2 separate regions of the Drosophila melanogaster genome follow, and region 1 is linked to region 2. The links are chromatin contacts, called in public Hi-C maps. All regions are on one chromosome and are shown on one strand. The core of a region is the stretch at or near the end of the contact, and the rest is flanking DNA. Distances in the headings are between cores, read along the strand shown.

Region 1 (5,944 bases), core at 423-2,922, 320 kb after region 2:
GAACTCTTTAGTCTCGACCTTTAATTGTTTTGAATTAATTTTGCAAACTTGAGACCCATATACAATAATATTTGAAAGACTTAAACTTAGCATTGTATCCAAAAAGAGATATGAGCCTCGAATTATAATAATTACTTAACATATTGTTCGCCTGCCCATTTTATATGTACATATATATAATTATTTTATAATTGACCGGGCCATAAATGTGGTTTCAATGCAAGGTCGACCATTGAATGAACTAAAGTGAGCACTTAAATGAAAATGCGAAATGTGCAAGCGATTTGAAATATTATTTGCTGGGCGATTCTTAAGTGAGTTTTTCACCTCGTCAATTGGGTTTTCAATCGTTTTTCGCCCGAGTTCAATAACAATGACAAACGAGCATCTTGGACATCTGGCATCTGTGTTTTGTTGCTATTGAAAATCCAATGAACTTTACAACACAGTCGCCATTTATTTTTATCTGTATCGTAATGCTCCCGTTTCTCTTCGCTTTTTTTTTTGATTTTTTTTTTTATTTTGATACCGATTGTGGTAATCGCACCCGGTTTTGGGCTTGGCCTGATGGAATTGTTTATCTCCTCGTTTTATTTCGCATGTGCGTGGCTAAAAATAATTTCAATTTTTCTTATTGCTGCTGCCGGTGGAAGTATCGACAACCGCAAAAGCTAAAAGCCAGATACGGATACGTCCACATCCAGATACAAATGCACTTTGAAGTTGGCCACTGAAGGGGCTTCCACTAATTAGCCGGGGCAGGAGTAAACTTATCAGTCTGGACGCCGCCTTCTTGAGGTCGTTTAACCCATCGCGGGCTAGTAAATAAATCAAGTTTTGGCACTCGAAAGTCTTTTCTTGTGGCTCGTAAAACGGAAAGAAAGGAAAATTAAAAGTCGCAGACAGACATGGTAAAAGTTTCGTTCTTTTCTCTATTACACTTGGCTTCCTTTTTGGTTTTCATATTCTTGTCTGGGGCGTCTTTTTATGGTTTTCAGCCATGACAAAGTCAAAAATTCAATGAAAGCTAAATGACTTATAAAACTACGCGCAGAACTACAAAAAAGTGAATTTAAACCCAAAAAAAAAATTCAACAAAGAAAGTTTTACTTCACCATGTGATTTATGATTTGCCCAAAATGATTTTACTAATTTAAATCGTATAAAGAAAACGTATAGCTAAACTCGGTCGTGTGCCAAATTCATTTTTAGCTTTCTTGTGCCCACTGAATATTCTGCGGGTATTCACAAATATAAAACGTACATATATAGACACCGCAATCGGATGTATGTACATATATGCACATGTATATACATATTTGGTATTTGTATTACGCCATTGCCGCAAGTTTGCCATTCGAAATGGCTTCACAAATTAGTTCTTCGCTGATTGGATATTAAATTAAATGCCAATTGGGCGTTATTCTTTTGTTTTTCATTGATGATTTAAAGAACTTATGCTCGAAATGATAAGCCTTCGCAAATACCAGCATTCACGTAATGTAAAGCGATTAAGCCTTTTAATTTATTCAAGTATTTTTATGTTATATTTAAATTCGAAGAAACTGAACGTTCTTGGAATCATACAAATATTTCGTTTCAAGAGGAAGTCAGATTTGAAATTGGCAATAGCTAGAGCATATAAAACGACTACTGTAGCTTAACAATCTATTTAAGGAACAGGAAATTGCACGCGCGGATATTTAGATACCAGTCAGTCTGGGTTTTCAAACACTTGCGAATATGAATATGAAAGAAGGTTCCAATTATAGTTGACCTTGTTTCAGACACATTTGACAGCTCAGAAATCAAAGTTCAAGCCCCAGTGTGATAAATGTTTTGTTTTTTTTTTTTTTTTTTTTAGCCTCGAACACCTTGAACTTTTTTCTGTCAATGCGGCTATCGATCGAGAGCTTGAAATCTTGAAAAGCAGCTAGGAGGCCAACCAAAGAAAACAACGCAGGCCCACCCACCTGCAGCTTTTGGAGTAGCAAACGCCTCCATTTCCACGGCACCCGCGTTACGCTTGACCTTGTGGGTCTCTTTGTGCTCGCCACTGCTCTTTTCGTGATGCTTTCAGTTTGAATTTTTGGATTATCGGAAGCCCCGAGTCTTGAATCAAGGCCGAGCTTAAAATGCGCGTTTTAATACCCCCGTTAGTCGTAGATTAAATGGGTATGCTAGATTCGTTGAAAAGTATGTAAAAGTTAGAAGCAAGCGTTTCCGGTTATTTTTATTTTTGTTAATTTCTATTGATATGCCAAACATATTGTTGAACTTTCTTGTTTGCATTCCAACTAGCTGAGTAAAGGGTATCAGATAGTCGAGGAAATCGACTATAGCGTACGCTCTCGTTTTTTTTTTATTTTATTATTTTTGTCTTTCGTTTTCGTATTTTTGGTGCTTGAGTGCGTCGGACGGGTTCGATAAACTTTGTGGCATTAATTAGGCAAACTCTTTATGTTTTCATAGCTCCGATATAATTTGTATCGAATTGAATTTTCTGTGCTGCAATCGTATCTCTCGTTTATCAAGATGATAGATAAATTATTTACCATTTGAAAACAATATCTTATTTATTTATTTTAATTCATTTCAGAAGATCATGGCCTCTGCAACTAAGGGGTCACCCTCAAAAAACGTAACCAGGTGCTAGAATCAACTTTTCGTTAGCTTGGTAGATTGCAATTGGAAACAAAGTTCACTTTAACTGAGATAAAACGCAGAGAATCCACACATATCCGGCGTAGATCGTGGCCAGGCCGAAGAATTTAATCTGATGGTTGTGGCTCGCGAAGATGCCTTCAGCGAACACGGAAGACTTGCGGCGAAAGTTTCTAGTAGTGCAGCAGCAGCGCTCCGCACCGCCCAATCTGACCGGGGACACACTGTCATCGGGAATTCCGAATGCCAGTGCCAGCTCGGCCACCACCAGCCTGATGATGACAACGTCTACGGGTCTGGGCGGTGTGGCCATGGGTGCGGGAGAGCCGGAGCGTACGTATGTCTTTCCAGGCGGCAATCCGGTCGTAGGTAGCGCACCTGGTGGAGGAGGACAAGGCATTCCCGGAGTGGCGATGGCAGCTCCATCGCGTGGTCATGCCCGCTCAATTAGCCATGGCGGAGGAGCCATTGTTGGAGCCAATGGGCGACCCATTAAGTCGGCCATGAAGGGCCACCAGCGAGCCTTTTCGCAGGGACAAATCACAGACTCACCACCCGGAAGTGCTGCGCCCGCGGGCAGAGGTCACAGTCGCGTGGGCTCCAAGACGGATTTCATTCTTCCACCGGGTCACAAGGAGGAACCGGCAAGGGAACCCTCGGCGCCCACATCAGCGACCGGTGGGCGTGGCCATTCGCGGCAAGCATCGCGATCCGAATCCATATACACACTCCGGCGGACGGAGGCACCGCCCTGGTGGAAACGCCTTACCCTGTGCAATTACAACACCGGCGACAAGTTCGAAGAGCGAAGCTATCGAACGGTGGTTCCCAATCACACAGTGCCACCGAAGACCCCAAAGAGGGATCATCCCAATGGTCAGTTTGTTGGCAACAAGATACGGACAACGAAGTATACGCTGCTCTCGTTCATACCGAAGAATCTGCTGGAGCAATTCCATCGTGTGGCCAACTTGTATTTCATTTTCATTGTCCTGCTGAATTGGGTGCCGGAAATAAGTGCGTTTGGCAAGGAGGTGGCCATGATACCGGTCCTCTTCGTCCTGGGTGTGACTGCTGTAAAGGATCTCTTCGAGGATCGGAGAAGAAGGGCGTCCGACAAGAGGATAAACAACACCACATGCCGCGTTTACGATGGGTGAGTAAATTGTATTGTATTTTAATAACACTTCTAGTAATGAAATCAAATGCATAAGCATAAAGTTGATAAATCAGACTGATTTATAATTTAAAACAGAAAAGTACGAAGTAAAATATTACTATGACACAGTCTAAAATGTATGACAAATAAATCTCTAAGTCAAAGAGCTGATTTAAAATATTTCTATTGAGAATATTAAAATAAGGAAGAGAGATAATTTAGATAACCAAGTTATTGTCTCAGTCATAAATTTGATAAAAGAAAATTAAATTGATTATTTTCAAATTGATTGATACTCGTAATCAACTAGAATACCAGTGCCATGATAAAAAAGTTAACGGGTTAACAATGCATTCTTATTGAAGACTTTGTTCATAGAACTGGTTTCAACTAACTAAAATTTGAATAATTGAATTATGCGTGCCATTCATTCGACGACTAACCAGTTTAAACCGACAAACAAATTTTGTCAATAATGGGACACTTGTCCATTATGCTCGCAATCATGCCGGTCAATTTGTCAATTTCCCGTTGGGGGAAAACTTTTTAGAAGTATTTGTGTGAAAAGCATACCAAACCCTGCGGCACACACAGATTTTAACCAACCAGCATCGACCACTGACTGGTTGCTGGCTGATGGAAATTGTTTGCCCCGTCCCGTCTGCGATTTGTTTGGCACACACATATATGTATGTTTTAAAACGTGATCTAGAAATCGATAAAGTGCCAGGAGAGCAGAAGCAGCAGTGCCAACTGGCCTGGGTAAACTTTCCCTCGCTGTTTGAACTAAACTCTTTCACCGACCCCCCACTTTCTTCTCTCTCTCTCTGTCTGCTGGGGCTTGGGTTTTGGTTTTGGTTTTGGGTTTTGTTTGGGCTTTTGTCCCACATTTGCGCGTGGTTGACGCATACTTTTTATCTGCCACCACCTTTCTTTGCCAGACTTTCCAACCAAGTGACAATTTACTTGCATTGCACGTGTACTTACACTTGAAGAAATTTGAATTCATTTCTATACTGATAATCAACCCCAACTGCAATCTTTAAATCACTAAATATATGGTTTTTATCTATATTATTTATAATTTTGAATTTATTTTTTGTGCTATAAACATGGAGTGCCTTTGTGCAAAGCCTCGAACTCAATTGTTTTCATTCATAGTTTTTTTTTCTCGCTGACTTTAACTCTACTTGGTATTCAATTGTTTAGTTGGCTTCCCGTTTGAATGAGGCAAGCATAAATCCGCCAAAAGACAAAAAGACAATGGCCCCAAGAAAACTGAAAATTTCGTATCTCCACGTAAATCTATGTAGGCCCTCTTTTTTTTTTTTTGCACCGTGTGCTGACCATTGAACTTACACATTGTTGTTGCTAATTATATTTGCATTTCCCTATTTTCCTTGCCGCTCTTTGCACAATTGTCATAAACCAACGCGATTTTGTTGTTTGTCACTATTGTGCTCACATAACTTGACCAGCACAGTGGTAATAAAACAATAGCGGATAGATTCGGGTGGCATATCAATTCAATTCACATTGTTGAACTTTTGAAGGTTTTAGCAATTTTAAAGAAATAGGTATATAAATAAACCTACTCTACTATATATATGTATATGTTCGGATCTATTCAGTTCTCAGAAAGCTTTCATTTCAAAGACTTTTATTACCCCAAACAATATGTTTATCTTTAGGAACCGCATATAACAAAGTTAGAATTCTGGTTACATCAATTTCGTTTTTTACTATATAGTGTTAGTTTGTACCAAGTACCCAACAGCAAACTTTAAATTTTCCGCTCACAAAATCGCCACAATACATGCAAATCGTACGCATACGGGCCCCGCCAAATATGGCAGTTGGAGCCAACCAATCAACTGGTCAACTGACTCACAACAGCCGGTTCGGGGCTGGAAAGCCTCGTGAGGCAGTGAGGCAGCGTGTCTGAGGAACAGGCCTACCGGATTGCATATTTACCTTTTTTCGATGGGGGCAGCATTTCCAGTTTAACGGCCCTGACCATCTCACGCCTGTCCGATTTTTGTTCACGAATCGAATTCAAGACCATGTGCAATGAACGCCGAATGATTCATGAATCATGATTGCGAACTCGAATGGGAGTAT
Region 2 (6,011 bases), core at 938-3,437:
CTTAGCATGTTAGTGCGATTGACATTGTTGGTTATTTTGATATGTGGTCCTCTATTTCCTTCACACATCCACACTTATCCACATTGTTGTGTTTTTTTATTTTATTTGATTTTGCCTGCGCTTTTTTGTGTGCCTTATTTTGATTTGTTTGTTGTGTTGCTTTGCCGACTGCTCCTCTTTGGGGCGTTTGCCGCATTTGAATTTCATTTTTAGATTTCAATTTATTTTCGGCGTAGTTTATGCCAATTTGGTTTTTGGGTGCGATTTCTTTAATATTATGTATGCCATATATTGTTCCCCGCTTCTCAGTGTGTTGGTCGCGTATCTGTGTGAGTTCTTCTTCAAGCGAATTTGTTGAATTGATACTCATTTTTCTGTGCACCGTCGCTGGCCCCTGTATTTGTTGTATAATAGGTTAACCGGGGAACGCAAACAACAACAAAAATTAAATTCAATTGCAATTTTTTTAGCCATACTGTACTTGACCGAAAGAAACGTGTGATCATTATGGTCTCCCATCTGAGTTTTCATTTCTTGTCATGTGGTTGGGGTTGGCTTAGTCACAGTCGAAATACTGAAATACAGCGCGAACCAAATATCACTCTGCGCTGCCTTTTTTTTTTAAAACATATTAACTAATTGACGTCTGTGTTTATCTATAGGCACAAAAAAAAAAAAAAACGAGCTTCCTCGACCCACAAATATTTGACGGACTGACATTTGGGACAACAAATGTTTCAACTCATTTTGGGTATCCAACCATTCATTGATGTCTGCACTCTTGTTCCCAACCAGATCGCGCATCACTTGCCCGAGACCAACTATAATTATCTTAATTAAAAATCTAAAGTCAAAGTTGGCCCAGTAGTCGAAAGTCGGAGTCAGAGTAACGCAGCCGGCGATTAGCTCATCTGGTTTTCTGGCGAATTGAGCAATCAACGTCGTTTAAATGGCATGGAAAAGCTTGAGACAATCTCGGCTTTTAGTCGAAAAAGAGCTCCTTGTTCCCCCCGGAAGCCCCTCTGACCATTCGTTACTTGCACATTGCTCTGTTGAAATTTGAATATACGAAATAAATAATTTTCAGCTGGCTTTTTTGGCCGAAATAATGTTGATGTCATAGGTTCGTTGGCTGGGCGTAAAAAATCGTTGGTAGGCATTCAGTTCGAAGCTGTGTGTGTGTGTGTGTTGTGTTTTGTATGTGTGTGCGGCTAATGCAAGCATCCAAAAGACGACAAAAAAAAATAACACAAGAAACAACAACATTTGAAAACGACTCAGGAATGCCCATTATATATGCCAAATATTTGTTTTGTCAAAGTATTTTTCTGGTTTGTTTTATGGGTATTAGTTGATTTCGAAGTGATTGAATGGGCCAACAGGAAGGAGGGTAGTGGGAAGTACGAAAAGTAGTGCCTATAAACTATAGCTTCGACTGATTAGGAAGTATGAGTCACGGATTCGAAAGCAGATACCGAAACCCGGTCCCTTGTAAGCCAAGATAACTGCGCATTAGTTTGAAGAGTTTGCAAACTTTTAAGTAACAACAATGCCCGAAGAGCTTAAGCTATAGCTATAGCTATAGGGATTTTGTAGAAAAAAGTTAATTAAGTATTAAATTATAACTATTCAATATTGGATTCCTAAAGATATAAGCTTAAATGGTAAATATCGTAACAAAAGCATGCTTGACATAGCCGAAGACAAGATAATTGTGAAATAAATCAATTTATGAGTCATGCTTTTGCATTTATTACTACCAAATGGTAGTATTTCTATTTCAAGGGTTCGAGTTCCGGTTTTAACTGCATTGATATCGCTCAGATAGAAAGCCCCCCGATAAAAGTACATTTACCTTCTCACCCATCACCTACCTACCTACCTACCTACCTGTTGCCTAACCCCCAATCGAAAATCCACACACACACAGCAATTTTTGGGTTGCTTGGCCAAAGGCTTTGAACCAAAACTCTATTATTACCAACACAAAAAGAAACCGAAACCGAAACCAAAAAGATGCCATAAAGCGTGAAAATAAGAGCGCCGTTTGACCATCGGAGCGACCACCTTTTGCCCAGATACTCTCGCACACTCGCAGATACTTTGGGAACCTGGGGATCTAGAATAATTATTATGTGCGGTTAGCCCATGCTCGGGGTCTCCAGAGAGCCAAAGAGCGAGAGCGAGTGAGCTCCAAGACTTTAACTAACGCGTTATAACGCTCGATTCTCAAAGCCCCCTATGTGTGTGTGTGTGTGAAATGTAGGGGAAACGCCAGCGAGCCTGTGTGTGTGTGTGTGTTTATAAAGTTGATTGCACTCGATTTTTAGATAAAGCTTTTCAAGGTCATGAACGAAAAAACGACGAAACGTACCCAAAAAAAAAAAAACGCAGCACCAACCGAAAAAACGCGGGAGATTCTTCCAGCAGAATGAAGAATCTTGATCCTTCGTCTCTTTCGCTCACAGCTAGGATGGCTTTTAATTGAAAACTATGGACTGCTCTCTTCAATGCGACACATCTCACCAAGTTATACAAATATATAAATCAAAACAAGATTTATGTCTGCGCTGCGACGCTGTGTATTCAAATCTGACAGTCGAAAAAAAAAACAAAAATGAAAATAATGCCGAGGAAGCCCCACTACACACAACAATAATTTGAATCCCGAGACAATGAGAGACGCCGGCTTTCGGTTCTCCAGTTCTCCAGATCTGCAGCCTCTTTACAAATTATTAGACGACGACGCCGACTCGTTTGCTGGCTCCTCGTCTTGTTTTTGCCTCGTTTTGGCATATGCGAAAAATAAAAACACACATTTTCGGAATGATTTTTTGATTGTGATGGGTTTGCAGCTGTTGGTAGTGAGCCGGTTTGTCTTTTCCTCTCCTTGGCATCGAATTATTTTCGGTTGTGGCACAAGGAACCAGAAGAGCTGGATTGCTTTATCGCTGGTCAGATATTAGTATCCTGTAAGATGAGAGCAGTTCTTCAAGTGCTGTATATGGATTATTGAAAATTTTGTTTATTTATGTTTCATAAGCTCTAGTACACTTTAGCTGCAGTTAGGTTGTGAAATTCCAATAATCATGTTTTCTGCAGACAAATCAGTTTTACACATGACTTGAGTGTTCAATTCCAATGGGGAGCAGGGGCAGTTTATTGATTTTCACGAGTGTCCATGTAATGGCGCCTCAAAGTATGCAATTAATGATGCGTATTTTATTCTATTTCGCGTCATTTCATTTCGATATAATCGAAATACAGGACGTTGTATACGCCCTACTAATCCGCTTTGAGCACTGAGATTGAGATATGTAATTAAATTCAGCAATGTCCAGAAATAGAACAATAAAGGTAGGGCAGCACCACAACACCTGTTTGATTGAGTGGTAGCTCGATTCATTCTCCTACCTAACCATTTATTTACTTTTTCTTCTGGCCCACGATTTCAATCAAATTTTGGTCTGGAATTCCGCATGCCAAAGTGATATTCAATTAAAAATGTATAACGCGCAATAAGCACTGAAAAAAGTGACTATCAAATTGTTAATACCTTGCAGATGAAACGTGCAAACTTTATCATTAAATCCAGACTTTTCACATACATTTAGAAACGTTCTACCCCAATTTTTTTCCTCATATTTGCATACAACTATACGTTACACAAAATATAGAGCAGATCCAAGCGAAAAGTATCTGTGTGCGAATAAATATTTCTGTGCGTCATCGCGCAGCTGAAGTAGAAAAAGAATTTGTTACTTTTTATTTTGATGACCATCCAACGTTTTTGAGAACTGGCGACGTGGTTCAGTTTAAGTCGAGTGCTCCATAAAATAAGTCCACACTTATGCAGCCATTGCAAATGGATTCGGATTCGTTTGTGTGCATATATATCTTGAATATGTACATAGTATATATACATATAAAGCATCCGCATTATGCAGAAAGAAACTGGCTAGAATCGAAAACAGTTTGGGTATGGAATTTTCTGCGCCATTTCGGGCACAAAACTAATTTGCATCCAAGTGTAAACAATGTGAAGATATATATACGAATATGAAGATATATATATATGTATATATATAAACCGCAATTCGATTGCCTGATTGGTATCACAATATTGGCAATCTGAAATTTCCTTCGGTATTTATTCATATTTTCTCACTGACCTGAGCTTTCCGCTATAGTTGTTGTGAAATTGATTGTATCTTTAATAGAGACATCTGCAGTCTATAAACAAATGCCTACTTATCTGCTCTTTGTGGTGGGCCTGTCTGTTATTTATTTAGCTTTTATGTAAATTTTATTCGATTGCTGAGTATTTTTGTTTATTTATTTTTTTTTTTTGTGTTTCTTGCTTACTTCATAAATTTACTTTTTGTTTGGTGTCCCATCTTGACGTTTAGCAGTTGGAGATGGCTCTTTTATCGAGGGCTTGCTGTTTTTGTATTTACGTTTTAAAAGAATGGCAATGGTTAAATGATGTCAGACCTATGTAATTTATGGTGAATGTATTCCTAATTTCAGTGAGAAATATGGAAATAAAGGACTGTGATTTCTGTGAAATAATTTGCGCAACATATTTACATTTAATCGGGTTTTATGGCTGGTGTATGTGCATTATAATTATCTGTGTTTCCTACCAACTCTAAAACTTCTGGGTCATTTCCTGTAAAATGCTCGCTTGAGTTACCTTCTAAATGTTGCCCAAACTAATTAAGTTTTATGACTACAAGTTAGCTGGCTTTAACATCGTTTCCTGATCCTTTACGACATTATTGTTTATGACAATTTACACACTCATACGCCGAGAAACATACTTTAATGGCGAACTAATAAAAATTTCCCGCAATGTTTACTGAGGGAAAACCTATAAAAATGTCGCTGACAAATGAAAGTTTCAATCGTATTCAGGACAGGGAAAATGCGTGACACCTAGAGATAAGTATATATACATAGGAAAACTGTGCCTACTAAAAGGAAAAAAGAAAAGAGAAAAACGTGCTTATGTATAAATATCAGCACTTCGGTTTTGGTTCAATTTTCAATTTTAACGACCGAGACTAATTTTCACACCAGCAGCTAATGTCAACACAATCGTTGACATTTTGTCAGTGGAAGCAACTAGCCAATTTGACAAGAAAAAGGCAAAAAAAAAACATTTCAATTGGCAAGCCAGTGAAACAGGAAGCAAAGTGCCCGAAAGAAAAATGAGTAATGGAAAATTAGCAGACAGCTCCTAGGTGTATCGCAATCCATTGCTCCCTCTCGTTTGATTTGATTAATTACACAAATTTGACATTAACACGTTTCGGGGCACAAATGAAGCAGAAGGCAGTGATATAAACAGCAGCCTCGCGAAGAGAACAAAAAACTCTTGTCCAGATTCTCTGGACCAAGTGATTAATGAAATGATTGAAAACAAAACGCACAGCAGTAGAATCTCTGTCCGTTTTGTTCTTTCATTTTTATTATCTTTGGACTTGGGCCGAACCAAAAATCTGACCACCAAGGAACTAAAACGCTTCCGGGCATTTGTTCTTGAGGAGTTTCGATGATGCTTTTTGTCTTTGCTTTTACAAATTTCTCTTGGGAAGATGGATGGCAAAGGGGAATAGAGATTCTGACTTTCATTTGGTTAATTGATCATTTAAAGCCACACTAGTATTACTACCTAACTTGATTTTCCATGATCTCATATAATTCCCTATAGTTTTGTACGAATTTTAAACTTTTAGCGTTTCATACTATAAATAAGAACATGAAAATAAATATTTTTTGTATTTCGATTAGTTTAAAGAGCATGCCCAAATTCGTCAAAATTCTTTAAATATGATTCTTGTCGGATTTTCTGTTCTGTCCGTTGGATGGATGTTTAATGATTCTTGTAGCTATTCGGCTTGCATGCTAATAAGCAGTTTAGGCCCGAACGAAATATATGAAAATTAATGCTTCGGTTTTGCCTAATATACGACCTAATGTTCCATACCGTGTCGAGGGGTATTTTT

What was found. Hi-C and Micro-C count contacts between places; a contact is called where the count stands out from the background.
Region 1: a Hi-C map of the S2 cell line shows a contact between it and region 2, with 3 times the contacts expected there. The contact joins two enhancer-like sites. A contact is called at or near these places in 2 of 107 Hi-C or Micro-C datasets (both in the S2 cell line).

Annotation. Positions count from the first base shown.
Region 1 is chr2L:9,500,994-9,506,937 of dm6, forward strand. It overlaps CG33298, which reads left to right. Exons shown (of 15, transcript NM_205944.3): 2 at 2,600-3,820. The coding sequence starts at 2,799. Among named protein-coding and RNA genes, the nearest start is that of CG33298, 8.5 kb to the left of the region's middle. Within about 2 kb of position 1,673, at least 5 of the 39 cell types and tissues checked have an H3K27ac peak or open chromatin away from gene starts, as enhancers often do. A contact at or near this core is called in the S2 cell line, where this site is marked.
Region 2 is chr2L:9,180,639-9,186,649 of dm6, forward strand. The region is part of intron 1 of tai (taiman); the gene reads left to right. Among named protein-coding and RNA genes, the nearest start is that of tai, 17 kb to the left of the region's middle. Within about 2 kb of position 2,188, at least 30 of the 39 cell types and tissues checked have an H3K27ac peak or open chromatin away from gene starts, as enhancers often do. A contact at or near this core is called in the S2 cell line, where this site is marked.